Regions from separate parts of the Ovis aries genome. Here region 1 is linked to region 2. Evidence: chromatin contacts called from public Hi-C data. All regions are on one chromosome and are shown on one strand. Each heading gives the region's core, a stretch centred on a gene start, on an enhancer-like site or on the middle of the called end of the contact. The rest is flanking DNA. Distances are from core to core; before and after follow the strand shown.

Region 1 (7,691 bases), core at 2,114-4,613, 170 kb before region 2:
TGGATCAAACCTTTGCTGCTCTGAAGCAATCAATGACTCCCTATTGCCTCTCCTTGACATACAAGATCCTGTACATGAATGCCCCAAACTAACACATCCAGCTAAATCTCACTGCTCTCTTTCACACAATCTATGTTTCAATAAAACTTAATATTCCCTGGACATCCGGGGCACTTTGGAATAGGGGTGGAGTGGGGTAGAGTGCTTGAATTAACTGCCCACTCTCTTTCTGCCTCTGATCTTATTTACCTTTTCAGGCTCATAAAAGGTTTTCTTGATTTCTCCATAATCTTATGTTGTCCATTTCCTCTTGGCACTTGACTCTGCAGAGCTCTCTCCTTGTATGTATGTATTTATGCGCTCATTCTACTCTAATAGCATAATTATTTATCCCGGCTTCATTTACACCTCTCCCTTACGAGATTTTAAACTCCTTGAGTGCAGTAAAGTTGTCATACTCATCTTTGTGGCTTGCTGTACCTAGTCTGAACTTTGCACATGTAAATGTTTAAGGAATGTCTTCAGATTAAAACTCACAAGAACTGACTTCAAATGCTTTTGGAGTTCATTAAATATTTTTTAAAACTTTCAGACTGAATTAATCATGCAAACAGTATACTCCTTGATCCTAGGTTTGCAAACAATTGGGAAAAGGGAAGTCTTGGCTTGAATCAATGGCTCTATCAAGAGTTTTATCAAAGGATAATTTTTTAAAAAAAAAATTCTTGCTAGTGATATAGCAGATGACACTATTCCCCCTGATTCAGTCTATTTAAAATTCCCAAATGGAATACTGGAGCATGGAGCAGTGAAATGAGCAAAAGGGTTATGTCAAGGAATCTTTTTGGTAAAAGTGGGAGTCTACCCTCAGCATCCCTCTGACTGTTAAATTTGGCTGTTCTATTCTGGTCATTCTGAAAATGACCCTGGGGCTTTGACAGACTGGATATCCGTCTCCAATTCCGTCCTGGGGCTGTGTTCACTGTCTGAGCTATTAAACTGTGGCCATATTCCACTCAAAGTTGGAATAAACAGATAATCTCTGCTACAAATATCAAGTTAGTCTCTGCTATTACCAAGTTACAGGCCTGGAAAAAACATGAAGAGCTTGCGGCTCTACCTTCAGAAGGAACGTATATTAATACGTATCTCCGTCACATGACAGTCTTTTCAGCCGCTTTACAAAGTAAATATACAACATTTACCTGTTGAGTTATGTAAAGTCAGCAGATAGCCAAGAAAGATGTTCTATTATCAGTTAGACCGCAAGTCTACATTAGAATTTGTCCTAGCGCTTTGTGTGATTGACCTCAAACTTCAAAAAGCAAAGTGTGTAATCTTTGCTTCGCCCTACTTTCTCAGATAAGCGCGCTCTGGTGTCCCATTTAGTGTGGATTTAAGACAAAAGAAAAATAATTAAAGAATCAAGAAACTGAGTTGGGTTCTAAAAACCAGACTGGCAAAAGGGAATATGGACAATGTCTTAAAACCTTAGGGAGGTGGGGAACAGAGCTGGCCGGGGCTTTAATCTCAAAGAACCTACCTTCCCTCCATTTCCTGGGCCATTTCCACTCCAGGCTAATCTTCAGCAATAACTGAACCACGTTGGGATGCGTCGCTCATTTAAAATCAGAAACCTTTCCCAGCCACTGAGTTCTCCTTTTAATTAGGCCGGTCCAGCCGAGTTAGGAGCGGACACTGACCAGCTCAGCCTTGCACACTATCCTGCCGGGTCGAGGTCGCCCCACAGGCTTCACACCGTAGCTGTGTGCAGCTCGCGGGCAGCAGGGGGCGCTGCGGAACCTCCGTCCCTTGCCCGGAGAACCCCTTCCCCGGCCCAAGTGGTTAGTGCCGCCCGCAAAGACTGGCCCCAAGGTCTCTACCTATCTGTGCGCTCTTCCTAAAAAGACAGTAAACCCTGCTAAACGTCCAAGGTACGTGACAAAAGAAACAGAGAGCATGCACCCTAGAAAACTAACCAGTCTCTTCATCCTCTCTGCGTCTCAGAGAGGCTGTTTCCAAGATTTGGAAATTAAGAAAAGTTGTTCTTGCTCAGGCATTAAAGCGCGGACCTCTACCTTCCTTTAAAAAAGGAACAGTTACTGACCCTGAGCCTCCTGGGAACTCCAACCAAGTAGCTCTAAGGCGGTTCCCGCGGCGCCCCGCGCTCACTCTCCCCCGGGAGACCCGCCGGCTTCGGCTCCAGGTTAGCCCCGACTGTGAATGGACGGTCGGGAAAAAAGGCGTCCGGGCAGACCTTCCACCCACACACTCTGTACCACACACCGTCCGCTCCCTTCTCCCCACGGCCGGAAGCGTCGGAAGAGACTCAGGTTCCCGGGGTGGCTCCACGCTGAACGCCGGGGCCTAAGCACACCGTCCCCTTCTCTGACCTGCCGGGGGCAGTTCGGGGACCCCGGGGAACATTTTCCGCGAGGCCCCCAGCCCACTGGCGGCTGTGCGCGCATCCTCGCTTGGAGGAGAGCGGGCGTCTGCTTACTGGACAGCGTGTCTGGCGTCCGTTGTTTCCATCCGCGGGGCTGGTCCGTGCGCTGGAGCCGGGACAGAGACCCCAGCCACGCCTTCGGGCGTCCCCGGAGTCCCTCCACAGAGCAGGACCAAGAGAGGCGAGACCCCAGCTTAGGTCTACCGCCCACCCGAGTTGCCCCGAATAGGACTGCCACGGAGGGTGGACTTTGGCGGTCCGGGGCACAGCGCGGGGCTGCCGGGGCGCGCCTGCCCGCCCCCCCCGCCCGAGGCACGGGCCGCGGGCCAGCCTGGTACTCACATGTCGGGCCCCGGCGAGAAGGGCGGCGGGCAGTAGGCGCGCGGTCCCCGCTGCGGGGGCGCCGAGCGCGGCTCTAGTCCCCCGTTGACGCCCCTCCAGCCCCGCCGGCGGCGCTGCGGCTCCGCGCCTTCGTCCTCGCCCTCCTCCTCCTCCTCCTCCGGCGCGGGGAAGGTCACCCTCGCTTGCTCCTTGCACTTCCTGACCTTGCTGGACATCGCGCCGGCCGCGGTCCGAGCGCGAGGATGCCGGCCGCCGGCCTCGGTCTCCACCGCCGCCGAGGCGCGTTCTCCCCGCGGCGCCTTTTCCCCACCTCCAGCGGGCCCCGGGCGGCCCCGGGCGGGGAGGCAGGAAGAGAGACCCGCGCAGCCGAAGACCGAGCAGTTAGAGGCGGGAACCAAAGCCGGGTCGCCGGCGCGCACCTTCAAACCGCGGGGGCAGCAGCCGCGCCCGTGGCCGCGAGGAGGAAGCTCTGGGCCGAGCGGGGCGCGAGTGCTGGGAAACGCTCTCCTGCCCCGCGGCGCCTGCGGCTGCGGTGCCTCCGCGCCCGTCTCCTGTCTCCGACAGCATCACTTGCTAGGACAGTACCGCGGCTGAGGGCGAAGGAAGAGAGGGGGAGGGAGGAAGGGAGGGAGGGAGAGGAGGGGAAGAATCAATTCCTTATCAGACAGCGAGAACTGGAGAGGAAAGCCGACATCAGCAGGCAGGGCATAAAGAAATCAGAGAAACTTCCCTCCCTAATCTCTCCTTTCTCTCCCAAAAGAGCCCTGTTCCCTTTAGACATACAGGTTTCCCAAGGAAGGGGGAAAGGAAATAGTCTGGCTTGTTAATTTTCCTGCAATTGTATTTACCCTAGTCAGCTTTATATTTCTTTGAAGAGGCACATTTGTTCGTTGTGTTATTCACTCTAAAACTTAGTTGAACCTACTGAGGTTTTAGTACATTCCCCTGAGTGCTAAGAATGGTAATGTTTTAATCGTGCAGAATGCTTCAGGTAAGTTTTTTGTTTGTTTGTTTTTTAATGAATCTCAAAACATCTAACAAGATTTATATACTTTCCAAGAAATATTTTCTGAAAAAATTAAAAGTATCCTTTTTAAAACGTAAAAATTGCCTTTAAAAAGATTCAAGAACAGTATTTCTTCTGGGAGAAAAAGCCTCATGGGATTTTAGGCAGAAGGAATTTTAAGGATCAAGAAATTTATCCCTTTAGAAATAAGAAATATTATTTTAGAATATTATTAGAATTATATAAAATTAATATTACTAATTATTATATATAATTAATATTATTAAATAATATAGAAGAGTATTATTTTAGAACTAAGAAAACTGAGCCCTAGTGAGACTGAGTAAACTACTCAAGATAGGTAATAGAAAACTCAGAGCTAGGCAAGTGTATTTTCCAAAGCTTTCTAGTGCCTCAAATAAACACTTTCCAGCAAGTCCAACTTAGAAGAATCACAAATGTACCAGATATGCTATGATGAAATAAGATACTCATTTTTACCTGTATCCAATTACACTATATTTTTTAAAGAAAGCTTATTCTCAAATTTAAACAAAATACAAGGAAATTTAGCTCTTTTGAATTATAGTCTTAAAAAGTAGATAATATATTGTGTGTTTTATTAAGATGATAACGTCTGTATGTTTAAGGAAGCAATGGTATTTATATTTATTTATACATCTGGTACAGAAAAAATAAATACTGCCTAGTGTCTTACAGTTGGAAGCACCTTTCCCATACTAGCACATATAGAAGTAGAAGTGTTAAAATCGTCATAGTGCAAGTTTTTAGACCCCTGCAGTATTTCTAAAGCAGGACTGCTTTCTGCACCGCCAAACCACTGCTTCAGTTAAGGCTTTATCATCCTCCCTGCCATCCAGTATTTCTGCAGCCCACCTTTTCCCCAAACCATTTCATTCTCCAGGCTACTAGAGAGATCATGCTCAGAACAAGTCTGATCATGACTTTTCACTGTAAAAATCTCTGGTGGCTTCCCACTGCTTTCAGGTTAAAATCCAAATTTGGCATACCCAACTCTTTGTTCAGTTCAGTTCAGTTCAGTTCAGTCGCTCAGTCGTGTCCGACTCTTTGCAACCCCATGAATTGCAGCTCGCCAGGCCTCCCTGTCCATCACCAACTTCCAGAGTTCACTCAGACTCACGTCCATCAAGTCAGTGATGCCATCCAGACATCTCATCCTCTGTCGTCCCCCTCTCCTCCTGCCCCCAATCCCTCCCAGCATCAGAGTCTTTTCCAGTGAGTCAACTCTTCGCATGAGGTGGCCAAAGTATTGGAGTTTCAGCTTTAGCATCAGTCCTTCCACAGAAATCCCAGGGCTGATTTCCTTCAGAATGGACTGGTTGGATCTCCTTGCCATCCAAGGGATTCTCAAGAGTCTTCTCCAACACCACAGTTCAAAAGCATCAATTCTTCAGCGCTCATCTTTCTTCACAGTCCAACTCTCACATCCATACATGACCACTGGAAAAACCATAGCCTTGGCTAGACGGACTTTTGTTGGCAAAGTGATGTTTCTGCTTTTGAATATGCTATCTAGGTTGGTCCTAACAAGGAGTAAGCGTCTTTTAATTTCATGGCTGCAGTCACCATCTGCAGTGATTTTGGAGCCCCCCAAAATAAAGTCTGACACTGTTTCCGCTGTTACCCCAACTATTTCCCATGAAGTGATGGGACTGGATGCCATGATCTTCGTTTTCTGAATGTTGAGCTTTAAGCCAACTTTTTCGTTCTCCTCTTTCACTTTCATCAAGAGGCTTTTTAGTTCCTCTTCACTTTCTGCCATAAGGGTGGTGTCATCTGCATATCAGGTTATTGATATTTCTCCCTGGTCTGACCCTAATCTTTCAGTCTCTCCTCCCAGCCTCCCTCATATCATCCTAACTTCAATTATCCTGACCTTCTCACTCATTACCTGACATTCTAGCCACTTTCCTATTTCCTACCTTTGTCTGTGGTATTGCTGTGATTGAAACGTCTCTCTCCCTTCATCTACTTGGCACACTTTTACTTTTTACTAAAGACTTAGACTAGGTATGGCATCCTATTTGATACCCCTCCTGCCTTCCAGTGAAGTTCCCATAGCCCTTGGCACATTGTCATACTACAGTCTTACCAACAGTGATAGCACATTGAAATTAACTCCTTATATGCCTGTCTACTCTTAAGACTGTGAATTCTGGAGGATCGTTTGGGGTCTTATTTACCCTTGAGCTTCTTGAGAGTTCCTCTTTTTTCCCTTGCATTTAGCTCAGTACCTGATGCACAGAACAAGCTCAAAAATGTTTGTTGAATGAATTCAGAAAGTCTATAGGTTCTTTATAATTATGTTAGCAAGTGTCTGAACTGCTTTTAAGAGGCTCTGGATTGAAACACTGTGGGAGTGCTAGAGTCACAAGGGTTTACTCTTAGTGTGGTATTAGTTTGCCAGGGCTGTCACAGACTGTAAGAGTGGCTTAAACAACATAAATGTGTTTTCTGACAGTTCTGTCACCTGGAAGTCTGAGATCAAGATGTTGACAGCGTTGGTTTCTTCTGAGACCTCTCTCCTTGACTGTCTTCTTCCCGAGTATTCATTTGGCCTTACTCTGTCTGTGTCCTGATCTCCTCTTCTTAAAAGTACACAAGTCAGACTGCATTAGGCCCCGTTGTAATGACCTTATTTTTAGCTTAGTTACCTCTTTAAAGATTTGTAATCAATTATAGTCAAACTCTGAGGTATGGTAGTTAGGATTTCAACATATAAATGAGGGACGGGGACACAAGTCAGCATATAAGACAAACCATCTCTCCTGGGCTGAGGGAATTGTTCCATCCAGAGTCTGCCAACATTTTTATTCTTAAGAAGTACATTCATGAGATTAATGAAAACCCAGGGGAGAGGAAATCTAAAAGAAAGTAGGTTCTTAGAAGAGAGAGAAAATATGGACCTCCTTGGCATAAACCAGCTTTGTCTTTTTCATTTGCTTCTGTAAAAGAGGATCTGCCACTGTATATAAGTTGTTGGCTGTCTGTGTACTCATGAAATCAGTGTTTACCTAACATACATTTGAAATCCATTACTCCTTTGGAAAACAACAATGACAAAATCAGTATTCAATATTCATGAAATCAACTGTTGAGGCAAGTTATTTTCAAGTAGAGATGGTCACTAAGGCAGAGAAGAAGCTAAGAAATGCTATACCTTCTATAAAATCTGTTTTGCACTTGATGGCAGGCTTTGTTCTCTGTTTCTCTATCTCCTCTCTCTCCCTCGGTCTTCTTCCAGGGTTGTCTGTAACACACCTACTAAGAAGGCCCTGTTGAGCAGTAATTCTTGCATCTTGGGATTAAGGTTAGACTTAGCAATTTTCTCAAGGGAGGAAGAGCATGGACAAAGTGATAATATTCCAAACAGTGCACATTTTTTCCCTCCTTAAGGATAGACATTCTCTTATAAGTGGATTTTGCTTTGCTTTAAAGAAAAATAGACTTTTTTTTTCAAAGAAGTTTTAGATTCACAGCAAAAAGGAGTGCAAAGTATAAAAAGTTCTCTTATACCTCCCACCCTGACACTTGCATCTTTCTGTGTTAGTTGCTTAGTCATGTCCGACTCTACAACCCCATGGACTGTAGCCCACCAGTCTCCTTTGTCCATGGAATTTCCAGGCAAGAATACTGGAGTGGGTAGCCATTTCCTCCTCCAGGGGATCTTCCTGACCCAGGGATTGAACCCAGGTCCCCTGCATTGCAGGCAGATTCTTTACCATCTGGGCCACTAGGGAAGCCTTGACACTTGCATAGCCTCCCCCAATATTAACACTGTTCACCAGAGTATTATAGTTGCTACAACTGATGAACCTACAGTTACACATTTTTATCATCCAGAGTCCATAGTTT
Region 2 (7,617 bases), core at 3,858-6,357:
CGAGTTCTTTACCACTAGTGCCACCTGGGAAGCCCATATAACTGTAATATTAAATAGTCCCACAAACACTAGGTGAGTGTATGTACTTCAGAGGTTTTTAAACAAGATGGTTAGGTACACAAACCTGAAACATAAGATCACAACAATAATCACTTCTGCAAACTGGGATTCTTAATCAGGGATTCACAAACTTGGGTAGGAAAAATTACATTTTTTACTACTATCTCTAGCTGAAATTTACTAATTTCTCCAATTATTAATGCAATAAGCCACCTAAGTACCAGCTATATTTGTGACTTTGTCTCCAGTAGAAATCACAAATACTTTCATATCACATTACAGTCACTGTAGATAGCTCAAAATAATGTTTATGTTAAAAATTTCAGTAGAATGCATATTTTACAATAATAAAATTTTTTCAGTAGTTATTAGACCTGCCACTACATCTTGCTGTTTGAGGTGCTAAAAGGAAAATACATGTTTTATAAGTTTGTTTCTAACTATGTTTAATGTCATTTATTTCCTTTGAAATTCTGGGTATTCTATTTTATATTTTTCAAAACATAATCTGAGAAGCAGTTTTCAAGTTTGGACAGTCAAAGGGTTCATGGCACACACTGATCAAAAGGATGTCTTCCCTGCTCTATGCAAAGCACTTTACATAACTATTGAATCATTACAATAACCCTGTAATTAGTTACTATCATTCACCACAGTACAGATCGTGACACCAACCCTGAGAAGGATGGGAAAGGTGCCTAAAGTGAACCACACAGCCAGAAAAAGGCAGCAAAATCAAGATGAGTCAGTCTGTCTCCAAGTCCATGCCTTCATCATCACATTACAGCACATCTGGGTATTGTAAGAATTGTGTACAAACCATTATTTTACGCATTAAGATAGGGTTGATTTCTGGTGTGAAATCAGAGTTAAACATATTATTAGCATTGAAATAAAATGGTTCTAATTATTACTGAGACAAAAACTTTTGGATTACAGAAATAATATAAAGTGGCAGAACAAAGTGGGATCACAGAATCTCCGTCTAATGAAATGAATAAAAATTAGTCTAAGAGTCAAGCAGCAAATATTCATCTCCTATGATGCAACAGATACTGTTCTAGGTCCTGGGACTATGGAAGTGAAACAAAACAAAGTCCCTGCTCTCATTTCACACCAGCCCCCAATTCAACCAGCAGCAAACAAACACAGGAAAAGAAATAGCCTAATGGAACAAACTAGTTATTCAGAAAAGAAGATCCTGATATGAGGCACAGTCAGATTCCAAACCCTGTCCCAACCTCCCAGAAGTAGTACTCAGCACAGAGGAAGGGATTTATCTTTGAAAGGTGACTGGAAAGTTAGTTCAGTTCAGTTCAGTTGCTCAGTTGTGTCTGACTCCTTGCAACCCCATGAACGGCAGCACGCCAGGCCTCCCTGTCCATCACCAACTTCCGGAGTTTACTCAAACCCATGTCCATTGAGTCGGTGATGCCATCTAACCATCTCATCTTCTGCTGTCCCCTTCTCCTCCTGCCTTCAATCTTTCCCAACATTAGGGTCTTTTCAAATGAGTCAGCTCTTCGCATCAGGTGGCCACAATACTGGAATTTCAGCTTTAACATCAGTCCGTCCAATGAACACCCAGGACTGATTTCTCTTAGGATGGATTGGTTGGATCTCCTTGCTGTCCAAGGGACCCTCAAGAGCCTTCTCCAACACTACAGTTCAAAAGCATCAATTATTCTGTGTTCAGCCCTCCTTATAGTCCAACACTCACATTTATATATGACCACTGGAAAAACCATAGCCTTGAATAGACAGACCTTTGTTGACAAAGTAATGTCTCTGCTTTTTATTATGCTGTCTGTACTCCAAGGCCAAATTTGCCTGTTACTCCAGGTATGTCTTGACTTCCTACTTTTGCATTCCAGTCCCCTAGAATGAAAAGGATATCTTTTAGGGGTGTTAGTTCTAAAAGGTCTTTTAGGTCTTCATAGACCCATTCAACTTCAGCTTCTTCAGTATTACTGGTCTGGGCATAGACTTGGATTACCATGATATTGAATGGTTTGCCTTGGAAATGAACAGAGATCATTCTGTCATTTTTGAGATTGCATCCAAGTACTGCATTTCAGACTCTTTTGTTGACTATGATGGTTCTAAGGGATTCCTGCCCAAAGTAGTAGATATAATGGTCATCTCAGTTAAATTCACCCATTCCAGTCCATCTTAGTTCGCTGATTCCTAGAATGTCGATGTTCACTCTTGCCCTCTCCTGTTTCACCACTTCCAGTTTGCCTTGATTCATGGACCTGACATTCCAGATCCTATGTAATATTGCTCTTTATAGTACTGGGACCTTGCTTCCATCACCAATCACATCCACAACTGGGTACTGTTTTTGCTTTGGCTCCATCCCTTCGTTCTTTCTGGAGTTATTTCTCCACTGATCTCCAGTAGCATGTTGGGCAGCTACCGACCTGGAGAGTTCATCTTTCAGTGTCCGATCTTTTTGCCTTTTCATAATGTTCATGGGAAGGTTAGTAGGCAGGTCTAATTAGTCAAGAAAAGGCCTCATGAGTTTAGCTCCTACCTGCCACCACAAGACCTCTGAAGAGGTCAGAACTAGCTCATGATTTTTCCAGAGCATTAAAAATGCTTGTGTTGGGGTTTTTACTGCTTTATTTAACAAACATTTTAAAAACACAGAGTACTGAAAAAAAAAAAAAAAACCAGACTGAATGATAAGAAGTCGTTCATTCTGGGATCAGAATGCAGAGATTTTAGGCTGAGGAGACAGCAAATGCAAAAACAAATTTGGAGTGTATGATGGTTTGTTTTATGTATCAGCTTGGCTAGGCTGTAGTCAGACAGTAGTCTAGAGGTTGCAGTGAAGGTATTTGGTAAACATGATTAACTTCTACAATCAGATAACTTTAAGTAAGGGAGATTGCCCGAAAATATGAGTACATATCATCCAATTTTAAGGCCTTAAGAGCAAAAAAAAGGTTTCCCAGGAAAGGAGAGAAATTTTGCCTCAAGACTACAGTATTAACTTCTGCTTAAATGTCCAGCTTTCCCTGTGAATTTCAAACCAGTCAGTTTCACAATTGTATGAGCCAATTCCTTAAACTATATATGAGTGATTCAGAGAGAGAGAGATGTTTCTGTATCCATATGGACATACACATTCCATCCCAGTATCTGCTTCTGAAGAACCCAGCCTGCAATAATTACTGCCAAGATATAGTATATCCTATTGATGCTGTTTCTCTGGAGAATGTGACTGATACAGAGCTCTGGTTTGAGGAACAGAAAGAAGGCCATTGTTACTGGAGCACAATGACAGTGGTGGTAGTGGGGATGGCTTGGTGGGAGAGTGACACGTGAGGAGGACAGAGATGAGGGGTGGCCAGGTTATCTCAGGGCTTGTAGGCTCCCCAAAACAGGAATCCACAGAACAGATGCTGAACAACAGCTTAAGTGAGAAAAGAAATCAAATTTTTATGGTTCTGAAAACTAAATTAAGTTTCTCGCTTATCAGATTGGTAAATATTCCAAAGATTGGCAGCCCCCTGTGTTGGTGAGGCTGTGTGAAAAGGAGCCTCTTAGATATCTCGGGTGGGAGGGAAAGGGGCATAACCCCTATGGAGGGGGGAATGTGAGAATAGCTAACAGGACTGCACATGTGTTTATCACTGCATCAAGCACTCCCAGCTGAGGGAATTTAGCCTGAAGTTGCACCTCCATAAAGATGAAAGACATAAATTATTGGCAGCATCCTCTGTAATAACAAAATATTGGAAGCAACCTAAATGTCTATCCATAGAAGATCAGTTAATAAACTAGTACCTGCACACAGTAGAGTTTTACAGAGCTGTTTTTAAAAAGGATAATTTCTATATATTGATAGACTGATTTATAATTTTGTTAAGAAAAACAAGGGGCAAATGAATATTGATAGAATGCTAAGAAGAAAGAGGAAGTAAAAGATCGTGTGTTCACGCAAGTGTGTGTGTGTGTGTGTGTGTGTGTGTGTTTATTTTTGAAAAAAAAAAAAAAAAGAGGCAAAAAGTGCAGACACTCAGATACATATCAGAATTATCCTGGAATTTTTTGAAAAATACAAATGCCCAGGTGTGGCTTTTTTCCTGCAAACTCCAGGTGTGTTTCTGATGAGCAGCCATGTTTAAAAACAACTGGACTATATGAGGATCTTTTCATTTTACTTAGTTTGTTTCACTTTTTGAATTTCATATTCAGTGACCCCCCCGCCTTTCGTTAGCTGTTTTCCAATTTCTCCATCTCTTCTTTTTTTTAAAACAATGTTCTTTCTCAAGACTTTATCAAGTGTAGTAGAAAAGCCTTCATATACATATACATAGTATGTATAATATAATATATATTTTAGAAAATTTATGAATTTTTGCCTAGCTGAAAAATTTATGACATTTCATTCCACTTGTTTGACTTAGTATGAAGAGAATGCTAGATTTCTAACTAAAAATTAGATGTGCAAAAAGCAACAAAGGTATACTGTATAGCACAGGGAACTGTAGTCAGTATCCTATAATAACCTATAATGGAAATAATCTGAAAAGTAATATATGTGCATATGTATAACTGAATCACCTTGCTGTGCACCTGAAACATTGTAAGTCAACTATACTTCAATAAAATATATATTAAGAAAAAAATAAAGCCCTTCTTAGACCAAAAAAAAAAGAATTTGAATACAATATAATTTACCATTTGCTTATTTGTCTTAACCATTGTATTATATGTATTTATATTATGAATAAAAGCACTTTAAACATGAAAAAAATGCAGGAACTAAGAAAATGTTTTTTATGTAGTCAAATGGACAGAAACAAGAATAAGACTTCCCTCAGTACAAATTTTTACATGAGTTAAATTTTTACCTTATGTAAATATTTTAAATAATCCCAATCATAAAATTAAAACAATGTATAAATACTAAAATGTGCCACCCATATCCTCTTTCAAGGAAGCTACCCAGCCTGGGGAGAATGCAGACAGTAGAAGGTCTCCAGCTGTCAGCTCCTTCAGGGTTTGCCTCAGCAGCAGCAGAACAGCCTCCTGCAAGGTCACACCCTTCCTGGGGTGACCACATCCTGTCATGAGCCAGGCTAGGGCTCAAAGGCCCAGAACTCCCCTCCAGATTGTCTGAGGCTTTGTTTGGCTTGCATCACATTTTGTCTTCTCCCTTTTGCTAAATCTTATTCCCTCTCCCTTCTTTTCACAAGTATTGATCTCTAATAAACACCTTGCATCCCAAACTCCATCTCCATCTTATGTCTCCAGCACTGGCAGGCAGGTTTCCCAAGAATCCAGACTGCTATAGTTGCAGCCAAGAGCTGGATTATTCACCACCTGGCTGGTCTTGAGGACCCCTTTACTGGTGGCAGGTGGAGCACAGCAGACCCTGGCACAAGGCAGCGGTCCAATTGTTTACTGGTAATGAGTTGAAAAGGTGTACCAGTAAAAGGAAATGCACTAACAAGCGGGTGCTCTGTGTCTACTCTCTGAGAAGCATACAGGAAGTAGTAGCTCTAATATGAATTTATGGTTACCAGGAGGGAAGGGTGGAGGAAAGGGATAGTTAGGGAGTCTGGGATTGACATGTGCACACTGCTATATTTAATGTGGATAACCAACAAAGTCCTACTGTATAGCACAGGGAACTCTGCTCAATGTTATACCACAGCCTGGATGGGAGGGGAGTTTGGGGGAGAGTGTGTGTGTGTGTGTGTGTGTGTGTTAGTCATTCAGTCGTGTCTGACTCTTTGTGAGCCCATTGACTGTAGCCCACCAGGCTCCTCTGTCCACAGAATTCTCCAGGCAGGAAGACTGAAGTGGGTTGCCATTTCCTTCTCCAGGGAATCTTCCTGACCCAGAGATTGAACCCACATCTTTATGTCTCCAGCACTGGCAGACAGGTTCTTTACCACTAGCACCACCTGGGAAGCCCCCATTTGGGGGAGAATGGATTCACATATATGTGTGGTTGAGTCCCTTTGCTGTCTACCTGAAACTATCACAACATTGTTAACTGGCTATACTCTAATATAAAATAAAAAATTAAAAAAATAGTAGCTTTGAGGATTGCAGTATTGGGTGGTATTGCTAAGTTCCACTGATGCCCTACAGAAAATTGAGAGCCAGGTAGCAGACAATTAAAAAGAACTCTGGAAGCCAAAAGGCCTTTTTGTTTACATACAAATAATCTCAACTCCTTCAGCAGGAGAGCCGAGAAAGTTGAGGCTCAAGATCAGACATTATGGTCTAAGTGGCTGAATTTCAGAGAAATTTAATGTCCAACAATAGTAGTCTATTGCACTAAGGTAAGGCCTCTGATGGGGAAAACTTCAGCAACTCTTGGATAGAGGCATCTGAAACAATGATTCCAAAGAGCTGGACTCCTCATACTCCCCTGAAACTTCTGAGTCTATAGCAATGTCCTGGTCCTCCCTGTTGAAAACTAGCGATGCACCCACACTGGAAGAAGTTTTGGAGTCCTCTCTGCACCAGTCAGAAAGCACCCCTCTCACAATCTGCCCCGTCTCCCCTCTGCCCTGTTGTTCAGTCGCTCAGTCATGTCCAACTCTTTGTTGGATGCCAGACTTGCCAGACTTCCCTGACTTTTGCCATCTCCCAGAGCTTGCTCAAACTCATGTCCATTGAGTTGGTGATGCTATTCAACCATCTTGTCCTCTGTCATCCCCTTTTTTCCTCCTGCCTTCAATCTTTCCCAGCATCAGGGTCTTTTCCAATGAGTTGGCTATTTGTATCACATGGCCAAAGTATTTGAGCTTCAGCTTCAGGATCAGTCCTTGCAATGAATATTCAGAGTTGATTTCCTTTAGGATGGACTGGATGGATTTCCTGGCAGTCCAAGGGACTCTTCAGAGTCTTCTCAAGCACCACAGTTCTAAAGCATCAGTTCTTTGGCATTCAGTCTTCTTTATGGTTCAACTTTCACATCCATACATGACTACTGGAAAAACCGTAGTTTTGACTATATTGACATTTGGTTGGCAAAATAATGTCTTTGCTTTTTAATATGCTGTCTAGGTTGGTCGTAGCATTTCTTCCAAGGAGCAAGCGTCTTTTAATTTCATGGCTGCAGTCACCATCTGCAGTGATTTTGGAGCCCAAGAAAATAAAGTCTGTCACCATCCATTTGCCACGAAGGGATGGGACCATATGCCATGATCTTAGCTTTTTGAATGTTGAGTTGTAAGTCAGTTTTTTCACTCTCTTCTTTCATTTTCATCAAGAGGCTCTTTAGTTCCTATTCACTTTCTGCCATAAGGGTGGTGTCATCTGCATATCTGAGGTTATTGATATTTCTCCTGACAATCTTGATTTCAGCTTGTGCTTCATCCAGCCCAGTGTTTCTCATAATGTATTCTGCATATAAGTTAAATAAGCAGGGTGACAGTATACAGCCCTGATGGACTCCTTTCCCAATTTGGAACCAGTCTGTTGCTCCATGTCTGGTTCTAAATGTTGCCCCTTGACCTGCATACACATTTCACAGGAGGCAGGTCAGGTGGTCTGGTATTCCCTTCTCTTAAAGAATTTTCCACA

What was found. A called contact is a pair of places that touch in the nucleus more often than the background predicts.
Region 1: a contact with region 2 is called in a Hi-C map of blood, with 3 times the contacts expected there. The contact joins the promoter of TRPC3 here to the enhancer-like site in region 2. A contact is called at or near these places in 3 of 16 Hi-C or Micro-C datasets (all in blood).

The regions. Positions count from the first base shown.
Region 1 is chr17:35,928,809-35,936,499 of ARS-UI_Ramb_v3.0, reverse strand. TRPC3 (transient receptor potential cation channel subfamily C member 3) reads right to left here and starts at 3,363. Exons shown (of 11, transcript XM_060401074.1): 1 at 2,789-3,363. The coding sequence starts at 3,003.
Region 2 is chr17:35,757,086-35,764,702 of ARS-UI_Ramb_v3.0, reverse strand. No RefSeq gene overlaps it. Among named protein-coding and RNA genes, the nearest start is that of BLTP1, 24 kb to the right of the region's middle. Within about 2 kb of position 5,107, at least 10 of the 54 cell types and tissues checked have an H3K27ac peak or open chromatin away from gene starts, as enhancers often do.